Linked DNA regions of Sus scrofa: region 1 is linked to region 2. The links are chromatin contacts, called in public Hi-C maps. All regions are on one chromosome and are shown on one strand. Each heading gives the region's core, a stretch centred on a gene start, on an enhancer-like site or on the middle of the called end of the contact. The rest is flanking DNA. Distances are from core to core; before and after follow the strand shown. Region 1 overlaps C14H12orf49 (UPF0454 protein C12orf49 homolog). Region 2 overlaps C14H12orf49 (UPF0454 protein C12orf49 homolog).

What was found. Hi-C and Micro-C count contacts between places; a contact is called where the count stands out from the background.
Region 1: a Hi-C map of liver shows a contact between it and region 2, with 4 times the contacts expected there. The contact joins two enhancer-like sites. A contact is called at or near these places in 5 of 47 Hi-C or Micro-C datasets (alveolar macrophages, embryonic fibroblasts, fibroblasts and 2 more).

Annotation. Positions count from the first base shown.
Region 1 is chr14:35,863,841-35,869,529 of Sscrofa11.1, forward strand. All of the region lies in intron 4 of C14H12orf49 (UPF0454 protein C12orf49 homolog), which reads left to right. Among named protein-coding and RNA genes, the nearest start is that of C14H12orf49, 160 kb to the left of the region's middle. Within about 2 kb of position 3,346, at least 19 of the 83 cell types and tissues checked have an H3K27ac peak or open chromatin away from gene starts, as enhancers often do. A contact at or near this core is called in liver, where this site is marked.
Region 2 is chr14:35,762,539-35,767,906 of Sscrofa11.1, forward strand. All of the region lies in intron 4 of C14H12orf49 (UPF0454 protein C12orf49 homolog), which reads left to right. Among named protein-coding and RNA genes, the nearest start is that of C14H12orf49, 59 kb to the left of the region's middle. Within about 2 kb of position 2,348, at least 33 of the 83 cell types and tissues checked have an H3K27ac peak or open chromatin away from gene starts, as enhancers often do. A contact at or near this core is called in liver, where this site is marked.

The sequences.
Region 1 (5,689 bases), core at 2,096-4,595, 100 kb after region 2:
TTTGCTTCCCACTGTATCCCCAGCACTTAGCACAGTCCCAGGTAGATTCTAGGTGCTCAATAAATACTTTGTGGATGAACAATGAATAATTTCCAAGTTTGGGTCCTATATCCTTATGACTTTCCCTTTTCTTTTTATCGCTGCTCAGTGGAGTTGGTAGATCTCAGGAAATTAGAAGCTGAAAAGCCTGCTTTATCCATAAGGAATTTGGAGGCTGATGGGGTTCTGGTTGCAGAATTCATACTTACTAACATCTCCCTTCAGAGCCATGATTCTGGCACGGGATTCTGGGTCTTGCATAGGAATTGTGCCGATTCTACCCCGCAGTGCTGCTGAAGGTTTAGGAACTTGAAATATATATGCTTGGTGTAAACATGACCCCAGCATGACAGCGTGATCCCTGTGTTTGCCAAGCCATTAATTTTTATGTAATAACAGCCACCACAACAAACTGCATTTCCCCCACATTCTGAATCTTTCTTAAGGTCAGATCTATGGGGTTGTGTGAGACAAGCACCTTATAAACTAGACTGTAGTGGTGAGTTCTCTGTGTTTACAGCTCTGCTCCTACACACAGCTCCAAAGAGCTGAAAATAGGGGATTAAAAATTCATGCAGCTACTCTCTTCCAAGGAATTCCAAATGCTTAGAAGATGATTTTTCTCCTGTGAAGTCATTAGCTTTTGGATATCACCAAGTCCATCTCAAAGACAGGGAAACAGAGGCCCAGAGATATGAAGCAACTTTGCCCCCCGCCCCATAAGGGAGCCTCAGGCTCAGGCAAAGAGCCCCCTCTCGCCCATCTTTCTAGCCCATGGCCTCTCCATTAGCTTGATTAAGACAATTGATTTATTCATTCTTGGTGGTTGAGAGGGGGGGAAAAAAACAATAAACCAACATGCCATTTGTGTGATATAAATATCTCTGGAAAAAGCTTAAAAACATTGTGTCATACATATTTTCTTAATACCACAGTCAATCACACATGTCCAAGTGCACAGTTCCATCAGCCAAGGTAGGGGGTGTGGGGGGAGACCCAGGACAGACTTAGCTCTGAATCCTCAGTCCCAGTTCAGGACACACTGGCCGTTTTCTCCTTAGCATATTGCCTTTAAAGAACCTCCTAGAGGTCTTAGAAGCCTGATATTGGGCCAGAACATGAGTCGGCAGGAAAGCCAGGATGCTGGGATGCCTGTCAAACTGGCCAATTCTCAAGGAAAAGATGGGGATGGCACTTTCTCACTGAGCATGCTGCCTGAACTCATCGAAGAATCTGGATCACAATGTGGTTCCCCTTCCCCCACTCCCACGCAGCACCCCCATCATCAAAGAGCCTTTAATCCCAGTGATTCTACTGTTAGGAATTTAGCCCAAGGAAATAATTAAAGACATGTAAAAAGATTTAGTGACAGGATGTTCCTCACAACACGTAGACTATGGTGAAAGATTAGAGACAGCTTCCACAGCGAACCGACCATAGGTGATTGATAAGAAAATTATGTGGTCCCTCCCTCAAGGCCATGCTCAAGTTTAAAAAGAAAAAAGACTGAAAGGAAACAAAACCAAGACATCCACAGAGCTTGCATTTGGGTGTGGAAATATGGGTCATTTCTTCCTTTCCTATAGTAAGCTTTTGTTTTTAGATGATCTCTTCAAAACCATCTTACATTTGGTTGACTCTAATAGAAATGTTGTGCAATCACTACGATTTAGAAGTTATAAGTGGAACAGGAAGAGACATCAGTAAAGGCCTGGAGGCAAATGGTGTCAGGGAGGAAGCAGCCGGACTGCAGTGGGGGATTCCAAAGGCTGAATGCTGAGAAATGCAGTGGCTTTGTGGGTTGTGGACAGACTGTGAATCTTTTGAAAGCCAAGGAGAGGAAGGCACACTGGATATGATAGGCAGCTGTTTCTTGAACAAGATAAGACATGGGCAATTCTATGTAAGACCAAGAAGAAACAGTCCAAGCAATGACTGAGCTGAGAGTGAAGCTGGTAGTCACACAATTCTTTTATGGAAGGATCTGATTTCATTGGTTTGGGGTAAAGGGTTTTGAAGATGAATAGAACTCTAAAGTCTTGAGGTTGCTTCCATTTTACAGATAGGACAACTACAGCCCAAAGAGTTAAATAAAGTGTTCCAGGCTCACAGCAAGGTGGTGGCCAAGTTGGGACTGGCAACCAAATGTCCTTAATCCCAGCTGCAGTCCCAGCCTACATCTTTGCTGCCAGGGATTCCAATTCTGAGATGTTAATCACATGTACAACCTTCCAGAAGAACCAAAGACCCTGGCTTACTTCCTGGAGTCTCACCTAAACCTCCATCTGTTCTTTCATCTGTCCATCTATTCATCCAACACTTAGGCACCTAATGGGAGACAGATATGCTAAGTGTTAGGGTGGGAGTAGAGAAGAGATGACGATGGCACATAGTAGGTGCTCAATAGATAGTTGTGGAAGGGAAGGAGGTTGGGAGAGAAGGAAAGAAGAGGGAGCTCCCGTCGTGGCTCAGCGGAAACAAATCTGAGTAGCATTCATGAGGATGCAGGTTTGATCCCTGGCCTCACTCAGTGGGTTAAGGATCTGGCATACCATGAGCCTGTGGTGTAGGTCACAGATGTGGCTAGGATGTGGCATTGCTGTGGCTGTGGCGTAGGAAGGCAGCCACAGTTCCGATTTGACCCCTAGCCTGGGAATCTTCATTTGCTGCGGGTGCAGCCCTAAAAAGCAAAAAAAAAGGAAGAAAAGAAGAATAGTCCCTACCCTCAAGTCACACAAGATCTAATTTGGGAAACAGATACAACCTTATATGTGAGATGAAAGCATAGCAATTAAAATTTCCCCTTTTTCCCCATATTTATTAAACCCAAAATGGCCAGGAGGGATCTGGAAGGAGAAAACCAGGAATCACCAAGCGTCCATAAAGAACAGATTTGTTAGTTTGACAACTTTGACTTCTTTTTCAAACTCCAGCAACTTGGTTTGATTTTCCTTTGGCCACTGGTCCCAGGGTCCTTGGCTCTGGTCTGAAGTGGGGAGGGCCAAGCTCAAGCCACAGTCAGGCCCTCCCATCAGCCCCACCCTTCTCCATTTCCCTTTTCCAGTTATTCAGGCTTCTCAGGCCATTGCAACCTCCTGTTGCCAAATGAACATAAATCAAGAGGCCACAGCTCCAGGCTCTTTGAGAAACAGGGAATTTGCGGAGCCTTTCCAAAGGGGTGCATGGGGAAGGAAGGGGAAGAGGCATAAGGAAAAAGTTCCATGTGGTTCCTTTAATCACTGGGTGGAAGGAGAGAGGAGAAAGTTCAAACAGAGCCATGCAAGCCAGGCTGGGAAGCCAGCTCTGAGCTCCACTGTTTAAGCAACTGCTGTTGGCATCACCGAGGTTTGTCTTGGCCCAAACCTGTCCTGGGAAACAAGAGAAGCTCACGCTCTTGGAATTCGCTCCCTTAACGATTCACTCAGCAACTCAGCTTTGGTGGACAATTAAAAAAAAGAAGAAAGAAAAGCCATGGAACCGATGTTAAATGTGCGCTTCCCTAACTCATCAGCTCGTACTGGGCTGGGAGAAAGAGAGCAACTTTCTCTCTCAGCCGTGAATAGCCCCTTCCTAGAGTGGGATTCCAGGTGAGACAGAGAGAAGCAGTGATCTGGAACATTCTGATTCAAAAACTATCCGTTGTACTCTACAGGATTTGGAGAGAGGCACTCGATAAACAATGAAAGTGCAAGGTGGCTCTCAAACAGTTGTCTTTTATGGAGTGCTTTTCATGCACTGGCGCTGTACCAGAACTTTCCATCCTTTGTCTCACTGGGGCCTCACAGCCACCCCACCAGGGCATATGCTTCAGCCTCACCACACAGGTGAGAGAGCTGGGTCCTGGTCCCTTACTGACCTGCCCAGAGACACACAGCTAATGAGTGGGAGCATCTGACTGTGCATCCAATCCCCTGTGATGCTTCTACCCCAGCCATGCTCTTGACTACCCTGCCCTCCTGCCTTTATTTATTGCTTCATCTCCACCTGTCATCACCATGTCCTCTCAGAGATGTAGAAGAACTGAACAGGTGTGTGCTCAATCACAGAACAAGATAGGACAGCGACCCCAGGCAGTGTCTTCCCAGCTGGGTTACTGAGGTTCTTAGCAGCCCTGGATGCTTGTGGAAAGTAGTAGTGTGTGGAAAAGCCACTTGATTAATAGGGTCCAAAATCTGGCATCCTGAGACCCCTTGCAGATGTGTAGATGGAAATTAGGGGTCCATGAATTTAGCTGGGGAAAAAAATAACGTTTACTTTCACTCACCTCTAGTAGAAAGGCAGCATTTTCTTCTCTGAGGAATGCAGGTGATAAACCTCTGTAGCATCAGCAGTTCCTGTGACTTCAGCAGGAACTGACACGTGCAGATGGCAGAGACTTTCCTATCACTAACAGTCCTTGCAGAGATATCAAAATATTGTTTGTGCTCCTCACAACTTAAAAATTGCAGTAGGACAAAGCCCAGTGGCTAGATCTTGATACTTACGACATAATAAAAGAAGCTCAAATAGTACTATTTCACAAACTCGGGTTTTCATATTTTGATACCTGTATTACAGTATAATTGGTTTCCTTTGCAATCCTATGTGCTTTATTTTATGCATGTAAAAGCTTGATTCCAAAAAGGGGTCCCTAGCCGTCACCAAATTGCCCAAAAGGCCATTGCCCATGCCTGGGAAGCTAAGGTAGAGCTCCTGTTCTTCAAAGGTGTGCAGCCTAATTGGAGAAGAGACAGATACACAGATTAATATGTAAGATGCCAAGTTCCCCCCCAAAAAATATGTGTGTGTGTGTGCGCATATGTAAGATGCAACCTTAGGTGTAAAAGAAGAAGTAACCTCTTTGAGGACCAGAATTGCATTTAAAAAATATATATATGTATGCTCTTGGGGTATGGGAAATATATGTATATATATTTATATACTCTTATATCCATAGCACCCAAAACAGTGCCTGATAGTCAGTAGTGATATGTCATTAATAAACAGAGCAAAATGCATGAGTTCTGCCTGTCAACTTGGGTTGCTAGCCACTTACAAGACAAGTGATCTTGGGCCTGTGATGATGATCTTTTTTTGCCTTGATTTCCTCATTTGGAAGAGGGACTTAACAAAACATTTTTCTCAATGTCATCAACACAATCCAACACAATGAACAATGTGCACACACCTGGCATGGTCTTGGGCTCATCATAAGGGTCAGGTCAGAATGAGAGTAGCCCCTATGGCCCCCCCAAAGCTGTCTTTTCTGGGCGATCAACTTTGAGGAACCTGCCCAACAGGCTCCACCCCTGAGGTGTAGTGAGTCACCCTGGGAGGGTCTGCATCAGAGCTCAAGGCTGAGAAATCAGTTGGGTCTGTCTGCCCCTTTTGCTGCCTCTCGGATAGCCCAGATGCCCTGCACACCTCCATTGAGAAAGCACTGCCTCCATGGTCCCGCATGGAGGCAGGGTGGGGTGGGTGGAGGAAGAACTGGACAATTGTGTCCCTCAACCTTCTGCCCTGCTGCACGCCCGGGTGGTATGATCTGTGATTGGAGAACGCCTGCCTTATCTTGCCAGGGATTGCTTCACAACTCTTATGCTCACACATTTGCTTGGAAGATGTCTCTGTCTGCAAGGGCTGGTAAGAACCTGGAACAGCCTTTGAAGGT
Region 2 (5,368 bases), core at 1,098-3,597:
GTCAGGGCTTAAATGCACAAGGGTAGCAGTGGTAGTGGTGGAGAAGGGGGTTTGTTAGCAGTCTCTGGGCCCCAGGGGCCTTTCAGATAATTCCCTTCCTCAGTTTGCCTGGGTATGGAAACATGGGACTGGCCATGTAAGTGTTGAAGAGCTCCAGGCAGTCCAGTACACATGCCCCTCTTCTTCTGATTAAGAACTTAGAACCAACGGAGGAAAGGATTCATTACATTGGTTAGAAGGGATAGCCAAGTCAGATAGAGAGCATTTCGCCCATGCAGGATAGAGACACTTCGTCCATAGGTGTCTGCTTGACAAATGTGGACTTTGCTCCCACCACGTTTTGGCAAAGCAGAGCACGCCTATGAGCGTTCCAGAGGCTCACACACCTGGCTGCCAGGTACCGAGGAAGAAGTGTTGGCTATCCTGTACCCGGACAGTCTGGGAATCTGCCTGCAGTCTGCACACCCATTTGAAAGGCCTCCCTGGGGGAAAGGGGAGGAGGAGCAGCTGGAGAGAAGGAGGGAAGAAGGACAGACAGTTTACATGGAAGGCAGCAAGCACAGATGTTTGCAGCAGCAGATGGAAGCCTGCAGCAGAGCCCTCCACGGTCCCCCTGGTCCTGCAAGGGGAAGTGAGAGCATGGGGGAGGCTGGCCAGGTTCCTTTCGAGCTGCAGCTTGGAGCAGTAGCATCCATCTCTGAGTGTGTAGCATGTACATCTGCTCCTCCCCTCCCAAGTATTGATCCAAGGCTGAGAGTATTCAGGCATCTCAGAGAGCCAGGTCTTTGCTTCAGGCTTACTAGTGCTTCTGAACGATTGTTGCCCAGGGGCTGTGCTGCTACATTTCTGAACATCCACCCAGGAGGGCCGCCAAGCCATCACTTTGGCTGCTAAGTGGATGAGGGAGCGGCCCAGGGCATCCAGACTTTCCTGCTGGACAAGACCATTCACAGGCCGCTCAGCCTTTCAGAACCCCATAACTAGGACTGTTTAGGTCAAATGGAGGAAGAAAGAGGCCCAGAAGCAAAGCCTGAGCATCCTTGGTATAGCAGACCTTATATCCCTTACTCTCAGTGAAGGCATTATTCCCTGGCAGACAAACCAGCATTGGGTGGGGGTGGGAGGTGAGTAGGGGCAGCGGGGGACAGCAGGTACCACCACTCTCTTGTGTTTACACCAAAGCATCACTTCCCCATCAGCATCTCTACTGTACTTCAGAATCCTCAACCCAGCTCTCCAGGAAGCTATCACTGGCCAGTTGGCATTGGTCCTGGAGAGGGAGGGCTATCTTCTAGTGTGCTGACCCTGGCTCTGCCTCTGTCTCTGTGGCCCTGGAGGAGTCCCTCCACCCTGGGGACCTTAGTTGTCCCAGCTGGAAGAAATAGGAAAACTACTCTACCCCAAGTATGTGTTCACTCTTTGCACAGCAGCTGGAAAAAAAGCCCAGAAATTCCTACTCCCCAGTTCGTTGTGGTCTGGAACCTGGGAAATGTGGGAAATTGTCTCACACTGAGTTGAAAGGGAAGGTGTGGAGCAGGGGTATGTATGTCCTACACCAGCAGTGACCAGGGAGATCACAGCAATGATGATAAAAGCCACCCCCTCAGGGTGCCTGCGTGGGCCAGCCTCATCTGAACACTCTGAATGTGTAGGTTCATTCAATGCCCCCAGTCACCCTGGAGCTAACCCTGGGAACCTTCCCTATTCCATACATGAGGAAATGGACTCTCAGCCAGATTAACTCGTCCCCACAGCTACTGCTGCCATTACTACTGCTGGGCCAGGACCAGGTTGCAGGGACGCTGGGTGCATGCTTCTAACCACTGTCCTATGCTGCAAAACAAACAAACTGAGAACCAAAAGCCATTTTTTACCAGCAGACTGATGACAAATAACAGATTTGATATAATCAATTGCAATGAGGCAGTAATGCAGGGCCTGCATCAAATTACATCCAGGAAGGCCTGGAAGGCTAGGACTGGGGTAGAGGTGGGGGGAACTTTCACCTTATTTTTGTTTATTTTGTAAAAGTACACATGACTTGGGTTCATAACTCATTAAAGAGAAAGAGAAGTGAAGATGGTCAGGGGAAGAGAACCAAAGAAAAAGAGGAGGGTTTTCAGAATCCAGAACTACATTTGCATGTGACCTCTTGGTTGCAGAAATTCTGATGGGTCGAGTCTTGGTGGTGCTTGTTCTTGTCTCCAGCGCACATTTATTTACTGAGGACCCTTACATTCCAGGCTCTGGGTTGGGCTCCCTGCTCTTTCCATTGCAGACCCAGGGTGTGTCCTGACGGTCCTGTCTCACATCCGTCTCCATTCTGTGTGCCTCTGTGGTGATGAGGTCATGGCCACATACAGGGAGGAGCCGGTTCACCCCTCAGCTCCATTTGTGATGGGCTGTTCCCCCAGAGCAGCTGCTGCAACAACATTTACTTTGTGCAGCAGCCAAGTGAGAGAGAGGGGGAGAGAGAGAGAGAGAGAGAGAGAGAGAGAGGCTGCAAGACTGAGCGCTCATGAGCCTACCCCATTCCAAAATGTTTCTGACAAAATCTGGCACTCCTGGTTCTAATCAAAATACTGAACTTTGGAACAAATTAACATTCCACAGCCCTTGCAGGGAAGGAGTACTCAGCCGAGACAACTTCAATTCACAACCACAACAAAAATAGCTTCTCCCGGGGAAGACACAGTCTGCTAACAAGGTCACTTTTGTTTTGCTTCCCCTGCCATCTGGCTGAGTGGCACCAGGGGCTGGATTTGGTACTGGCTTCTTCTGCCGAGAGTGGATGGGAGCCGGGTGGCACTGCAGAAGGCTTCTCAGTCTCCTGGCAAAGGGTGCCGGCACAAAGTTACCTTCAGACACCCCCCAGAAAGCTCGCGGGCAGATGGAGCCCTGCTTTCACCCAGCCCAGCTCTGCTCTGAGCTCGGAATGTGCAGAAGGTGTGACACCAGCAGACAGCAACAAGCAGGTGGGAATCAGAGGAGAGCGAAAAACACGACAGGATGGGAAAGCTATCTTCGTCTTGTAATGCTCGCTCCGGCGAGTCGGGAGTCTGAGTTCCAGAAGGCGAACAAAGAAGGCGAAGCAAAGAGTTTGGGTTTGGGGTTTGATTTTTTTTCTTTTTTTCTCTTCCCTTCTACTTGTGAGATTCAGCCGCTTTCAATCATTGATCAGGGACGTTCAGTAACCTCCCTTGGCCTCAGTTTTCTCGTCTATAGGATAGGAACCACCTGCAGGTGCGCCTGGCTGGGCTTCTCGGAGAACATGCATGCACTCTGACCTGGTAGCACAGGAGGGGTTCCTTGTAGATGGTCTAGAAAGACCCCCACCCCCTCCGCTCCTTGGACAGCCCCCTGCAGAACTTCCCATGATGTAAATAGCCTGTCAAGAGTTTCTTCATTCGTAAGGCGTAGAGCTGGAATTTGAGCAGAAGTGTTTTGCTTACAAAGAGGCTGCTCCTTCTTCTATATGATTTTCAATCATTTAAAATAGGATAAAAAACCATGCATATCCAAAAGGGGTTCATGATCTACTAAAACCATGCCCCTCCTACAAGCAGTCCAGGGATCCTGAATATCATAGCAGACCTGCTGGGAAAACAAAACAAACAAAGCTTTAGTAAAATGGAGAAGGAATTTTTAAAGTGACCCCAAACCTCCCTACCCTTAAACGAAGGAAAATAAGTTCATTAGAGCATCTCTTTTATGATTCCCCCCCCCAAATAAAAAAAACATATGGACTTTGGTTTCAGGTGAGTTGAATCTGGTCTCTGAGGATTTGGTGGAATGAGGCTGGTGAAGGTCCCTAGGACTCTGAGGTTGTGTCATTGCTGCCCTTGGCTTGGGAGGGGTGAGCAAGGGAGCCCTGAGCCCCACTGCTGCATGTGGTTCCCGAATCAGAACTGAGCTGATTCTATCAGGCATAGAAGAGCCCTGGGGCTATTTGCAAGTGTTAATTGTTATTAGGACTGAGCCCCTCTCTGCTGCTAGTACTGTGGGCTTTCTTCTCCAAGTAGCATGGGGAAGACTTTGCCCTGCTCCCCAGAGGGGACTATGGGGGGCAGGCCACTGAGTATTAATTTTCTACTAGGCATCATGCTCAGCTCATGGTAAACAGCAAAGAAGAGAGATGTAGCATTTGCCCTCAGAAGGCTTTCAGTCTTGTAGGGAGCTAGACATTTAACTTAGAGAACGGTGCAGGGGTGAGTGGGGGAAGAGACTGAGATTTTAGGTAGAGAAACACGGGCCATCAGAACATCTTGAAACAGGAAAGAACACCGGTGGCTCCAGAATTTTCTGTCTCAGGGACACATATTGATAACCTGTCTTTTTTTAAAAAAAGTTTTATTGAGGTATAGTTGATTTACAAGGTTGTGATAATTTCTGCTGTACAGCAGTCATTCAGTCATATATATGTATATATCTATTCTCTTTCGGATTCTTTTCCCACATAGATTATCACAGAATAGTGTGTAGAGTTCTCTGTGCTATACGCAGGTCCCCATTGGCCAGTCATTCCATATACCTCAGTGTGCGTATGCCAGTCCCAAACTCCCAGTCCATCCCTCCCACCTACCCACCTGTCCCCTTTGGTGGCCATAAGTTTTTCAAAGTCTGTAAGTCTGTTTTTATTCTGCAAATAAGTTCATCTGTATCCCTTTTTTAGATTCCACAAATAAGTGATATCATATGATGTTTGTCTTTCACTAACTTCACTTAGTATGATAGTTTCTAGATTCACCCGTGTTTCCGCAAATGGCATTATTTCATCCTTTTTATGGCTAATATTCCATTGTGTGTGTGTGTGTGTGTGTATACTGCATCTTTATCCATTCCTGTGTTGGACATTAGGTTGCTTCCATGTCTTGGCTATTGTAAATAGTGCTGCAATGAACATGGGGGTGCATGTATCTTTTCAAATTATGGTTTTCTCTGGATAGATGCCCAAGAGTGGGATTTCTGGATCGTATGGCAGTTCTATTTTTAGTTTTTATAACTTGTCTTGAAGTTGAAAAAGAGCACTTTACATGCCTCTGAGGCATTGAGAATTGTCTAAATCAGAGAATGCCTGGGGGAGGAGCCGATGGAGACCCCACTATTGGGAAAGCACTTGCTGCCTTCACAGGAAAGGAAGGGGACTCGCGCACTTGGCAATCACAGGCAGGGGGAGAGTGAGCAGCACAGGATGAGAGAAGGGCCGAGGAGGCCAGAATTCCTTTTTCTTTCTCTTTTCTTTTTTTGTCTTTTTATGGCTTCACCTGTGGCATAAGGCAGTTCCCAGGCTAGGGGTCAAATCAGAGCTATAGCTGCCAGCCTACACCACAGCCACAGCAATGTGGGATCTGAGCCATGTCTGTGATGT